2 separate regions of the Hordeum vulgare genome follow, and region 2 is linked to region 1. The links are chromatin contacts, called in public Hi-C maps. All regions are on one chromosome and are shown on one strand. The core of a region is the stretch at or near the end of the contact, and the rest is flanking DNA. Distances in the headings are between cores, read along the strand shown.

Evidence for each region. A called contact is a pair of places that touch in the nucleus more often than the background predicts.
Region 2: a contact with region 1 is called in a Hi-C map of leaf, with 2.7 times the contacts expected there. The contact joins the promoter of LOC123448854 here to the enhancer-like site in region 1. A contact is called at or near these places in 2 of 6 Hi-C or Micro-C datasets (leaf and seedling).

What each region holds. Positions count from the first base shown.
Region 1 is chr4H:437,134,139-437,140,863 of MorexV3_pseudomolecules_assembly, reverse strand. No RefSeq gene overlaps it. Among protein-coding and RNA genes, the nearest start is that of LOC123448851, 48 kb to the left of the region's middle. Within about 2 kb of position 1,398, at least 2 of the 3 cell types and tissues checked have open chromatin away from gene starts, as enhancers often do. A contact at or near this core is called in leaf, where this site is marked.
Region 2 is chr4H:437,681,548-437,688,149 of MorexV3_pseudomolecules_assembly, reverse strand. It overlaps LOC123448854 (putative zinc finger CCCH domain-containing protein 21), which reads left to right and starts at 3,985. Exons shown (of 2, transcript XM_045125882.1): 1 at 3,985-5,003; 2 at 5,959-6,602. The coding sequence starts at 4,389. The coding sequence ends at 6,243. It overlaps LOC123448853 (exonuclease DPD1, chloroplastic/mitochondrial-like), which reads left to right. Exons shown (of 4, transcript XM_045125880.1): 4 at 3,397-3,879. The coding sequence ends at 3,605.

The sequences.
Region 1 (6,725 bases), core at 149-2,648:
CCGCTTGAGTCGCCCTAGCAGGAGGCGACCCAGGCGTACGTCTAAAAGTGGGAAGAATTTCACTTTCCGGCCTCTGCACCAGGGATGCATACAACCATTTTAATATGAGTACCAAGATAAACATGATCCTCGGAATTTTTTAAATGGATATCAAGATTTTTTTGATGAGTGGTTTCACCACACGTCAAACTTGATCCTCAATAAATGGGAGAAAACTCCCTGTGCATTACCTGTCAATTCTAAAAATTGAACTCGGGTCGTTGGGCCGCACAACCGCATGCTTAACCACTGAGCCAAGGCTCTTTTTGCAAAAAAAAAAAAAAAAACCGGATCTTCTACTGGGATGGTTTTTTCCTTAAAAAATTAGAGTGTTTTCGGACCTCTTTAACGACGGATATCCATAATCAGAAGGTGTAGGTTTTGTATACCCTAACTATGTAAAGGCCGGATGCCTGTTCATTGTGTTTGTATCCACTCGATGCCTCATTTTAAGTTAATAAAATTCACTCTTTGTCGAAAAGAAAACTATATTTTTAGAAGTTTTCTTCTTTTTGCGGGGTAGAAGTGTTGTTAGCTGAACCTCCTAATATTCATGAGTTACTTTGCTTAGACTGTAATGCACTGTTGCATGCAGCATTTCGGAGCAAGCAATACGGATGGGCACTAATAGCTATAGCACAGATCAAACGCAGTGTGCCTTCACCTTGCCAAACCTTTATCAGATAACAATGAATCATACGCTAGAATCATACTCGTGCCTCTGCAGGTTACATAGCTGATGAATGTGACACTCGACAACTAAAGTATACACCTTCCAAGGAAAAACCAGAGTAACACACGGCACATCGGCTGCTCGTTTTCATCATATAATTCCCTTCCTTCGAATGATGCTCGCGCACTCGGGATTCGCCTCAGCGAGCGGTGGTCCAACAGTGATCGCCCATGGTGGCCCGTCCATGGATTCGCCGATCTGCTATGCTCGATTTCTAGGCCACAGTATCAGAGACTGGATTATAGCACTGCATCGATAATAATACAGTACTTGATAGTAGCTTCTTTTAGGCTTAGCTTCAGTTGGTATGGATATGATGGTATAGAACGTGATAACACTAACTAGTGGTACTAGGTCAGGTACTGATCCCCAACCCAAGCACGTACCGCCCGGCCGTTGCATGCCGTCTCTTGCATCGGAGGCAAACTTTGTGTGGCCCGTATAGCAGTGTCGGTCTCCGTTGGTGGTTCAAGTGCTAAGCGTTGTGCCAAGAAAGTAAGCAACAACCCCCACCTTACAGTTAAGTGGAAGCAAAGCCATTCCCTCCCCAAACCCTCCATTTCCTTTTCCTACTAAAGCTCGGTGGCGATGCGCGGACCAAAGCTTGGACGGGAAGTGATCGCTCCCCCAGAAACAATTGGGAAGTTTGTTGTTACGTCAGGAGGGAGCGATCGGTGGCTCCCCGTGATCATGCCGTCTATATCTTGCTTGACATCGAAAGCAGCTAGCGGCCTGATTTATGATGAAGCTTGAAAAATGCTCGACAGGAGGAAAAACAATGCGTCGTGTTGCTCACGCCTACCGCTTTGGCTGGACCGGATCGGTTGGATCACTTGCAGGTGTTTTACTGAAAGCGAGATCACTTGCAGCTCTCACGTCGAACTGAGAAAAGAAATGAAGAAAATAAGGACACAAGCTACAAGCCGACGAATAATCCTGACGAAACGCGACTTCAGAGCTATGGTTTCATGTTTCTTTTGCTAACAATGCTGCACCGGAGGCGTCCAAATCCCAGTCTCCTTTAGGCGGCTAGTCGTAACATAGTGTCGGGCAGAGGGGGAATCATGCAGCCGGAGAGATTGGCCTGCCTGCCTGTACTCAAGGAAAATGCAATCATAATCTCTGCTTTTAACTGAATGAATTGAATAATGGCCCATGCTTGCTTAGCAACAGTCCAGAACAGTGTTTTCCACTGTAGATGCACCTGCTAACCACTTTAGGAACTCTTCACCCCTTTCCCCTAGGGCAACTTGGGGAGCAAAATAGGATACTCTGATCTGTCTGGGTTAAAGGAAAGGCATGGTCCTGTCCATTAGTGGAATCTTGTAGCTGCAAATATCGGGGCACACATACACATATATCCCTAGTAAAACGAACAAACGAACACAACCGGTGTGTCCAAGCTTGTTGCTTATTCACCTAAAAAGCCCGCTGTTTATTGGTCATTGTTGGCAAATTGCGTGGAGACCGACACCTAAATTTGAATCTGCGAATCAATTATTTCCGTTTGCCAAAAGAGAGGAGAAAAATGGAAAAGGGGGAGAAGAGATGGTCCAAAGCTGGCTCTGGCTCCTTTTGCTGTGCGGTGGAGCTGGCTGCCTCTGATGAGAAGCACATGACGATGGGCTCAAGCAACACGCAAAAGAAACATATGCGCTCCTGACCCATGGGCCATGGAGTATATATTTCGATCTCTGCTGTAATCAAGGAGGCGGCCAGGTAGGCGGGCCTTGATCTTTGGGGGAATCATGTCTCGCACCGTAAAGGAGAAGGTGATGGTGGCAGCTAGCTTGGCATGTGATTATCCAAATGCAAAGCCGGACAAGTCGGTTGCACAGCAAAAGTGGCTCCGGCGGGAGACGCATGCAGCAGCGATGTGTTGTCAGTCTGCCACCGCCACCCACAAAGATGTTACTACGTACTGCTAATTCAGGGAAGTCGTATCAGTTAATCAGTACCCGAGTACGTGTCAGGCGCATAATTCCCCGAGGCAACGATCAAAAAGGAATACGTGAACATCAACAGCTACCAATGGTTTTTGCAGACATTAATTACTCCCTCCGTCTCAAAATAAGTGTCTTAACTTTGTACTAGCTCTAGTACAAAATTGTATTAAGCTTGAGACAGTTATTTTGGGAGGGAGGGAGTACGATCTTGCCTGTGCATGCAAAGCTTTGGCATACTTTAATTACCGGGACCCCAAAGCTTTACATGTGCGATCCCAGCCGTTCAGCATTTGAGCAAGAAAATACTATGGAGACTTTGGGATTGCATGCATGCCCTGTTTCATGAAGGAATGAGCGTCTGGGATTGCAGCTGCATGTGTTTTTGCCAATGGAAGCGACTAAAAATCTAGCTCAGTTCATCTACTCAGAAAGCGCAAATGATTGACTTCCAAAGCTTCTCCTTTCCTCTTTGTTTATTGAAAGCTTTTCTATTTCGTTCATGAAAAAAGAATCCGTTGATGATCACGCGCCAGTGCTGTAATATTGATACCAATAGCATCTTTCTATAGGTATTTATATAGTCTAACGGAATCATTGCGGGCGCTGCTCGCCACCTTTTTCTCGGTCTGCGGAATGCTGTTAGAGTATATGTATATCCCAAAAGGAGGGGAATTGAAATGAAAACGCAGTGGAAAGCGTTCTTGGATAGGTTACTCAAGGTCTGCTGATAGGCTCGACAGATCGAGCATTGCTAAGTTAACGACCTAGCTAACGCAAATCTAATCCAAATAAGACCAGCCCAGGCTACTTAATCAGAGGATATATAGCTCCATGTAAGAATCAATGGACGAGACGATCATTGCAAAGGGTGGCTAGGCCGGCCTACACAGAATGACTTCCAGCTCACTCTGAACTCCCAAGCTAGGCTTTACGATCACCATGCATTTTACATGGTATCACGATGCGATGTGTGGCCACCTTGAAAGATTTGCCTCCCTGGTATGGTAATGGAGCACTTCCATTTCAGAAGAATGGAGCAGCCACCAGACATTGGTTGTGGACCATACCTCAGATGTACATACCTACCTATGTTCCCACGGACTATATCTCGCATTTGGGATCTCATATTCGGCGCCTTCAGCACCGGTTAGGAAAACCGGCGCCTGTAGCGCTCCTCCTCATGGGCCAGCCCATGTAAAAAAGGCGTTGCTCATTAAATTTTTTAAAGAGCCCACAGAATTTCAAAAAGTTTAGATTTGCAAAAAAATGTTCAATTATTATGAAAAAAGTTCACCGATTTTTGAAAAATATGTTCATGGATTTTCAAAAAGTTCACAGAATTCAAAAAATAATCATTGATTTTGAAAAAACTTCATCAATTTTTAAAAATAGTTCACTGATTTTGAAGAAAGTTCATCATTTTTTAAAAACAGTTCACTGATTTTGAAAAATGTTCATGGATTTTAAATTATGTTCATTGATTTTCAGAAATGCTCACGAATTTCCAAAACAAATTCATCAATTTTCAAAAAAGTTCACAGATTTCAAAAAAAGTTCACGGTCTAAAAATAGTTAATGAAGGATCTCTACATGGGCTGGCCGATTGCGGAGCACTGCACGCGCCGGTTAGCAAATTTTGCCTTTAACCGGTGCCTGTGACGCTAAATAGGTTTTCCCCTTGCATTCAGCGAGAGAATAGATACTCTTGCTGAAGCATATACAGTATTTGGGCAGCCCATCCGCGCCTACATTAAAGGAAAAAGAAATTGAAAAGATGTAGCACACAGGATCGATCACTGGGACCCCTTATCCGCCGTGCGTTGCGGCTAGGAGTCGCGCGCCGCACAGGGGTGGCGCCTCCGACTAGGCCAGCCCATCTTCGGCTCAACCCAACTGGGCCGAACAAGCTTATTTTCTGTTTCAAAAAAATTAATAATTATTTTTCTATTTTTTCCAAATTCCGGAACATTTTTTCAAATTTTGAAACATTTTTTCAAACTCCAGAATATTCTTTTGAATTCCGGAACATTTTTCAAACTCCAAAATATTCTCTCGAATTCCGGAACATTTTTACAAATTTCGGAACATTTTTTTGAAAAATCCAAACCATTTTAAAATAAATTCCAGAACATTTTTTCAAATTCCAGAACGTTTGAGAACATTTTTACAAAATTCCGGAACATTTTTTCGAATTCTGGAACATTTTTTCGAATTCTGGAACATTTTGTCAAACTCTAGAATATTTTTTCAAATTCTGGAACATTTTTTCAAATTCCAGATCATTTTTGAAATTCCAGAACATTTTTTGAAAATCCAAAACATTTTTGCAACAGAAACAGAAAAAAAGAAACAAAAACTAATAAAGAAAAAAAACTAAAAAAAAGTAAAATCGGTTCAGGGAATCTTTTAAAAACTTCCCAAGACCGAAAAAAACCCGGCTAGAAAAGTCTAGAATATTCCTAAAACCGGCTGCCTGAATGAACTGGCCCAATCGCTCGCTTGAAGGGGGTGATATACTGATATGTGCGGAAGACCGGCATTTTGACGCAGTTAATGTCAAATACTAGGATTTTTTCGATCCCTTGTCTCCAGGATATAACTGACGCAGCTAACAACTCTGCCAAGTTCCTGTTTAGCAATTGGATTGCGACCTACAAAGGGCTATCGGAGCCTGTCTTATCCTTTTTTCTTCTATTTTGTTTCATTTCTTTTTCCTTCTTTGGTTTTTTTTATCCGATTTGTTTCACACTGTTTTTTGTTTCTTTAGTTTGATTTATTTTTTCTTCTCCTATATTTTCACTCTATTTCTTTTATTTCTTTGATTTATTTCATCCTTTTTGCATTTGTATCTTAGTTTTTTGTGTATTTTATTTGTTTCTTTCATTGTCATTCTACATTTTTTGTATATATCAACAACATTTTTCTAATAGATGTTTAAATTTTTTGTAATATAAAATTATCATTTTTATTATACACTCAACATTATTTCTATACATATTTTTAACATTTTTTAAATTTTTGATTAACATTTTTCAAATACAAGATTAATATTATTTTTTAAACATGGTCAACATTTTTTCTATACACACTTTTCAACCTTTTCAAATGTCCGATTTAAGAAATTCAAACAAAAGATTAACTTTTTCAAATATGTGATCAACATATTTCCTATCCGCATTTAACATTTTTTTCTTCCTAAATGCACTATTAACATTTTTAACACATGGTCAACATTTTTTCTATACACATTAAAATTTTTGAAATGCTAAATAGTTCTTTACCATTTTTCCAAATGCTTGATAAACATTTTTTATATGCAGGATAAAAAACATCATTTTTGTAATACATGGTAAACTTTTTTTCTATACACATTATACATTGTTCAAATGCTTGATCAAAAAATTTCAAATATTTATTCAACGTTTTATTTCAAGTGCTTGATTAACATTTTTATGTACATGATAAAAAAGAATTCATCTTTTTTAATACATGGTCAACATTTTGTCTATAGACATTTAAGACTTTTCCAATGCTTGATCACATTTCTCAAATACTTGTTCAACATTTTTTCAAATGCTTGACTAATATATTTATATACATGGTAAAAATAAGTAGGGATTTGTAAAAATAGTCATCATTTTTTAATAGATGGTTAACATTTTGTCTATACACATTTTTCATATACTTGATGAACATTTCTTTAAATGATTGATTAACATTCTTATGCATGATAAAAATATCATCATTTTGATACATGGTCAACATTTTTTCTATATAAATATTACAATTTTCAAATTCTAGATCAACATTTATCTAATATTTGTGCAAAAAAGAAAATCAAATGCTTTGTTAACAGTTTTAAAAACACAAGCTAAAATATGATACATATTTTTTGAAACATTTTTCGTAAACATGATAAAGTATTTATCTATACACATTCAACATTTTTTAAGAATATTTTTATTAAGTAAGTATTTGCAACATATATATTTAGAATATTTTAAGTA
Region 2 (6,602 bases), core at 2,736-5,235, 540 kb before region 1:
GAGAAGCCAGGCGTGGGCGGGGATGCCGCGGATCTCCAGCTCGACGCGGTACTCGAGCTCGCCAGCGCCGGCGTGGGCAAGCTTGCACCAGGGCCGAAGGGACAGGGCAAAGCGCGGCGAGCTGAGGAAGTGCTCGCCGCGGAACCTTCTCATGGTTGCGAGGGAGGAGAAGAGAATCAGGAAGTCCTCCGGGCGATGCTGATGGACCGAGAAGTCGCCCTCCTCCAGCTCCAGAGAGGACATGACGAGCTCGGACACCTCGATCAGGGACACAGATGGCCGAGTGCCCGTGACGGTGGCCACCATTGCGCGGCCGAGCACCAGCTCCGCCTCGTCCATTTCTTCTGTCTGGGCCAGGAACACGCGGGCGGGGGCATCATCGGCCTGGCGAGGCCGCTGCAGGGAAGGGGCTACAGCGGTGGGGATCGGAGCGGGCAGGCGCGTCGTCGGGGGAGACGCCCTGGCAGGGGCACCGCGAGGGGGCCTGGGCTGCTGGTCCCCGGCAGCGCGCTGGGAGCGCTGGGGCGCGGCCGCGGGTCGCCGACCATCGCAGTCGCGGGAGGCGTGGCCAGAGGCGAGACAACGGCAGCAGCGGATGTCGTTGGGGCAGTCCCTGACGCAGTGGCGGTGATCAAGGCACCGGAAGCAGAGGCCCGCGAGCTCCTCCGGTGAGGGGCTGCGGCGGCGCGTAGGCGAAGGCGCGGCCGGCGCAACGCGACGCGGGCAACGGGGCCGTTCTCTGCGACGAGCCTGTTGGAAGTCGTCGGCGTCTAGCACTGGGCCGCCCGAGACGCGATGAACCTCCGAGCGGGGTCCGAGGCGGTCCTTGGCGGGGGGACGGGCTGCAGGCGCCAGGCGGTCGGAGGCGAGGGCGGCCGGCGGCGCAGCAGCGGCCGGCGGAGTGCGGGCGACGTCTCTGTACGAGCGCGCCGAGGACTCGCTCTCCGAGCTCGACCAGCGGTCCCCGTAGGAGACACGCTCGCCGGAGAGGGTCTCGCGGCGGTCGACAGGGTCAGCCCCCACTGGAGCCATGTCGCGGGAGGAGAGGGCCGCGGGGGAGGTCCGGCCGGCGGGGACGGAGGCGGCGTTGGAGGCGCGGCGCAGCAGTCAGGCTAGCGGGGCGCGGGGGCGGAGCGGGGAGCAGGGTGGAGCGGAGCGGCCACGACTTTGTTCCAGTGTTCTGTTTACTTGCATAAATATAATATTCAAGATTGTTTTCAGTTCTAGAAAAAGGCGTAGTTTACTCTGGTGATCACAGCTAACTTGGAAACTAAACATAACATACTTTTGTTATTCTTGTTACAGATGCCACTCCTGTATTGGCATGATCTAGTATTCGTGTTATTTTATGCATATTTATATTTCTGAGACAGAAAGTGCAAGCAAAGTCGACTCTATAACATATGATGCCCCATCGTTGGATTACAAAAGTTACATTTAAGGCTACACGTCGCACATAAATAGAGGCAATTAAGGTTATTGCATCGAAGCTGCCATCAGCAGAAGCAAAGTTCATCATTAGCTTAATCCCCGAGATGTTGAGTGATAAAAATGTTCATGTCAAATAGGAATACTGAATTTAAAACATATCATATTGATATGATCATACATTAATTTTAAGTATATTCTCTGTTAATAGAGTTCTCAAACAGGGAATTTTTATTATTCCCCTCACTAATGTGACTAACAATATATTGTTAAAATGGTAGTTTGTTTCTTAACTTCTGAAAGATCTTCCTGGCATCTTGGGCATGAACAAAATAAAAATTGGGAAAATATTAATTAGTAAGAAAAAAGATCAGGAAGGTTTGATTTTGTGTACTTATACTGTTATACAAAGATGTAGATGTCCCAGTTTAGTCGGTATAGACAAAGCAAAGTGAAGTATAGGAAGAAGTTCTCAAAGTATATATCTGAACAGCAGCAAGAGAGTGTAAAAGAAAATCCTGTATTGACTCTTATGTATTTACATATATCCAGATGTGTAGGTAACTAACAACAGTCTGTGGCTATGACAATGTAAAAGACAGGAAAGCAAAAAGGCAATGCCAATCCACTAAAAAAATCATAACGTGAGCCTGTCCATGTAATATAACAATTAACTCTGGCACTATTACAAACCCTTACAAAGAAATCATTATTGCCAACCACCTTTTCTGGATATTCCTTGTATTGAAGCAGCAATGAAGCTATATTTCTAGAGCGCTCAGGACTAAAACAAATCAAGCAAACCACATATCATGCAGAGAGGAAAACATGTGCTCCCTCTCTAAAGAAATATAAGAGTGTTTGATCTAAACGCTCTTATATTTCTTTTGTGATCTAAATGCTCTTAGTGATTTATTTTAGTGATCTAAACGCTCTTATATTTCTTCACGGAGGGAGTACTATAAATCCGAAAGTTAATTGGCACCTGAAGAATTAACTGATAAACTGGAAGGTTGACATCACATTGTAAATATAAGATTGCAGTGGTAAGTGGTAACTTGCTGCCAGTTTGTTTGATTGTTGTGTTTTTCAAGGCTTGATTGCATGCCCCATGATTGCACATAATAATTACATAAAAATAAATATTATCATACGTACATCAGGTCTACTTAACAATATATGGTACAACTTACTGAGCATGTCAATGATTTCAAACAGGGACGATAATAAATCTTAAACCTACACTTCTTGCACATGCATCAATACACTAAATCACCGAGGCTACCAGCTAGCCCTAGGCTTGGGAGTGGTCACCAAGTGCTTGCCATTATCTCGCCCTTTTCAGATGAAAGCAATACAGGTATATACTTCCATCGTACACCTCATAGGGAAAATGCGAGCATGACTGTACTAGATAATGGTCAGATTATTGTAGAGTCCCAGCAGAACGGGTCTTGCTAATGCTCCAGCAGATAGCTATGCCAACTTTGCGTGGTGGCGAGGGTGCAAACTTCAGCGGATGCTGCCACAGGGAGGCGCTCAGTCTGCAAGATGAGTGGCCTTGGGGAGGCAGAGGCGGGCTCCACACAGACATAACCCCAACAAATTAAGGCCTGTGGAGGTGGGGGTGGCTGCCGGATTGAATTCATCGCTGGTGACTGGAGATATTTTTCTTGTCTTCTCGAGGGAGGCTGGGATACAGAGGAAGAGATGGATTGCGTCTGTCGGAGAGAGCAGATGGTGAGGCGCCTCTGCTACTTCATCTGACGGCAAAACATGCATCATATGCAGATCAGACGGACAAATATCCCTAGCTGCTAGGATTAATGTGGAGTCTCCAATTAGTAAACATAAGTATAAGATGGATCGTTGTTTCTTGTTTTTTTCCATAACTGAAAAAAGAAAGTTCATTTAACTGAAGCAAATCATGCAACTCAAAAGCTTAACCTCATTTCTCTTCCATATCAGGGAAAAAAATCAGCTCGGCGTCGATGAAGAATCTGGTAGAGCACTACAAGATCCCAGTGGATGGCAAAGCGCACCGTGCAATGCGTGATGTGACCGCCCTGTGTTATGTGCTCCAGAAGTTGACGTTCGAGTTGAAACTAACAGTTCCGCAGCTTCTTGAGAAGTCGTTCCGGGTCTCTGATATCCAGACGACGCCCCCTAAAAAATGACTGCTGACACCCTCACCTGAACAATATCTGGAAACTCTAGATTATTTCATCGGCGTTGTATTACGGAGCTGTTATTCGCAGACCCTAGCCCTGATTTCTTTGCTGTTTCAACAGCAGAACAACGATACATTCCTGATTGTTACGTTGATATTTTGGTCAGCAGTTCAGTGCTCAATATTACTGATACTTGCTGGCTCTGTACTGTTGTACACTATCTGAACCATTATATGCACAATGCTAAATTCAGAGCTGCGGCATCAGTATAGATTCCAAATGGAGTGCTCTTACTGTTTCTTCAGGAACGCTCTAAACGGAATAGAGCTACTCTACTTTTTAGCAGTAACTGGGAGAAAAACTGGGAGAAAAGTCGATTCTACCCTTGTTGAGTTGAGCAGGCGCTGAACAAGGAAGGGAAATCAGGTCATTTTCACTTTATTCATTTCGACGGCCTTGATACTGCAGCTAACGTATGCTCCTTTTCGACGGCCTTGATACTGCAGCTAACGTATACTCCTTTTTGACGGCCTTGATTCATTTCGAGTACCAGATAACGCAGTTGTTCAACTTAACGCAGGAGCTCGTCGCGTCAGATAAAGAGGAGAAAAGTCGTTCCTGCCCTTGGTCTTAGTGACATGGACGGGGGCTCTATATAAGGCAGGGCAATCAAGTCACTTCGACCTGTCTCTCAAACTGCCACTGCTTCCCTCCAATTTCCGAAGCCGAGCTCCTCATCGTCTCGCTCTCTGCTACCCTGTTCGCAGCTCGGGCTCTCCAGTGGAGGCCATGGAGGGGGAGCTCGGGTACCTCTCGCCTGCGGGGTCCTCCTGCGTCTCCACCGAGGGCTTCGGCTCGTCGCCGCGGGAGAAGCTGCTCGCCTTCACTCCCTCGTCGCGCGTATCCGACGGCCACCGCAAGGGAGGCCTGCTCAGCTCGCCCACATGGGGGTCATCATCGGCGGAGACGCAGCTCCACTCGCCCTCCTCGTGCGTCTCCGACGGCCGCTACGTCTCGCCGCTCCGCGTGTCGGCGGAGCAGGCGAGCGAGGTGCGCGAGGCGGAGAGGCTCCTGCGCGCGATCGCCGACCGCTACGACGACTGCTTCCTGCGCCTGCGCGACGCCACGGCCGAGGCCGCTGACCTCCGCCTCGAGCGCCTCCGCCTCAGAGCGGAGAACATGCACCTGTCCCTCCTCCTCGAGGAGCTCGAGGCCGATCAGGGGAAGCGGGCGATCGCGGCGGCTCCGACACTACCGCCGAAGCCGACGGAGGGGGTAGCAGCACGCGGGGGCGCGCCGAAGAGCATTTCCATCCGTTCCAAGTGCTACCTCTCGCAGGCAAAGCAGCCGCAGGGCGAGGCAGAGGCGCAGCGCCTCCATGTTCGTCCGCCTCCTTCGATCGAGGTAAACCCGCAAATCCTACTGCTTACGAATTCACTGCTTTATTTCGCCATGAATCGCTTGTTTATCTGCTCCGAACTCGAAAATTTGCGGCGAAACCCTCGAATACAGTTCAATAGTTCCAGTTCCTGCAAAATTCGTAGTAATCGTGGAGAAATTTGGTTTGTGATGCAATTAGATGGTGAAATAACAAGTTGCCTGCAAAATTAGACGATCCCTGGTAGTACGGTGCTCTATTTGTAATTTGAAGATAGCATCAAGCAGCAGATTATGTTGAATTAGCTAATTTTGTACTCAGAATCGTAATACTCTGCTTTCCGGTTCAGCTACAGAGGCAGAGTCGCTTGATGCAGTAAGTCGAACTGCATTGCAGAGTCGCTTAATTGAGGAGAAATTAGGTGTGTGTGACGCAATTATATGGTTAGAGGGGAAGTTTAAACCTGCAAAATCAGACGAAACTCTGGCAGTATGACGTTCTATTAATGATTTGACAATCGCATTTAGCATCAGGTTGTGTTCATAATTAGCAAATTTTGTACTGTGCTTGACAGTCATAGCTTTCAACCTATAGTGTTGGCAGTTGCTTGATGCAGAAGTAAGCCCAACCTATATTTTCAGTTTACGCTGCAACTGGATCAGGAATTTCCGAAGTTATGTTGGAATCACACAAAATCTTATCACGTCATGGCTTGCTTGGGATTCAATTGCAGGAAGAAACTGTATTGAACTTGCTTAATTTTTCTTCAGAAATACTAGTATTGAACCGGCTACTTGTTGTTGGCAATTTCATGTTACAAAGCGGTCATTAATCGAAGAGATAGGGTATTGATTTGTCTTAACTCGACAAAACCAAACAATCATTTCGAGAAATTTCATTGGGAATTCATATCCGTATGATTGGTCTTTATTTTTTCTTGAATCGTATGATTGATCTTGTAATGTGGAATGGTGATTGCAGCAGGCAGGGGAGGACGAGGCCAAGGGGGATGGAGAAGTGGTCGAGCTGGAGGCGTACAGGCAGGGCACCAAGAAGACGGAGCTGTGCAACAAGTGGGAAGGCGGCGCCTGCTCCTACGGCAGCCGGTGCCGGTTCGCGCACGGCCTGCAGGACATGCGCCCCGTCATCCGCCACCCGCGCTACAAGACCCTACCCTGCCAGATGTTTGCTGCCGCGTCTGGCTGCCCCTACGGCCACCGCTGCCACTTCCGTCACTCGCCAGCGCCCGCCGCCCAGTCCTACTAGTCCACCGCCGCGGCCACCAACACCAACTGCTCGTCGTCTCCTACTGCCGTGTAATGGCACCCTCTCCTCCGACCTGCCTTCCTCCCCTCATTGCCTACGCATGCCTGATGCCTTCACCAGGGACTGCTTGGGTTACGTGTCATAGAATCAGCAGTAGCACATTGAGCTCATTTAATCAGCAGCTTAAAGTTTAAGAAACTTAAAATCAGTAATAGCTGTTTTTAGAAGAGTTAAAATCTGTAGCTTATAGTAGTAAAATAAAGCGACCTGTTGGTTCAGGGAAGGAAAACAGTAGTGGCAGTGTCTAGCCAGTGATGGGCCAAATGGGCCGTGTATGACTTGTGTGAGCTTTGGGGAAA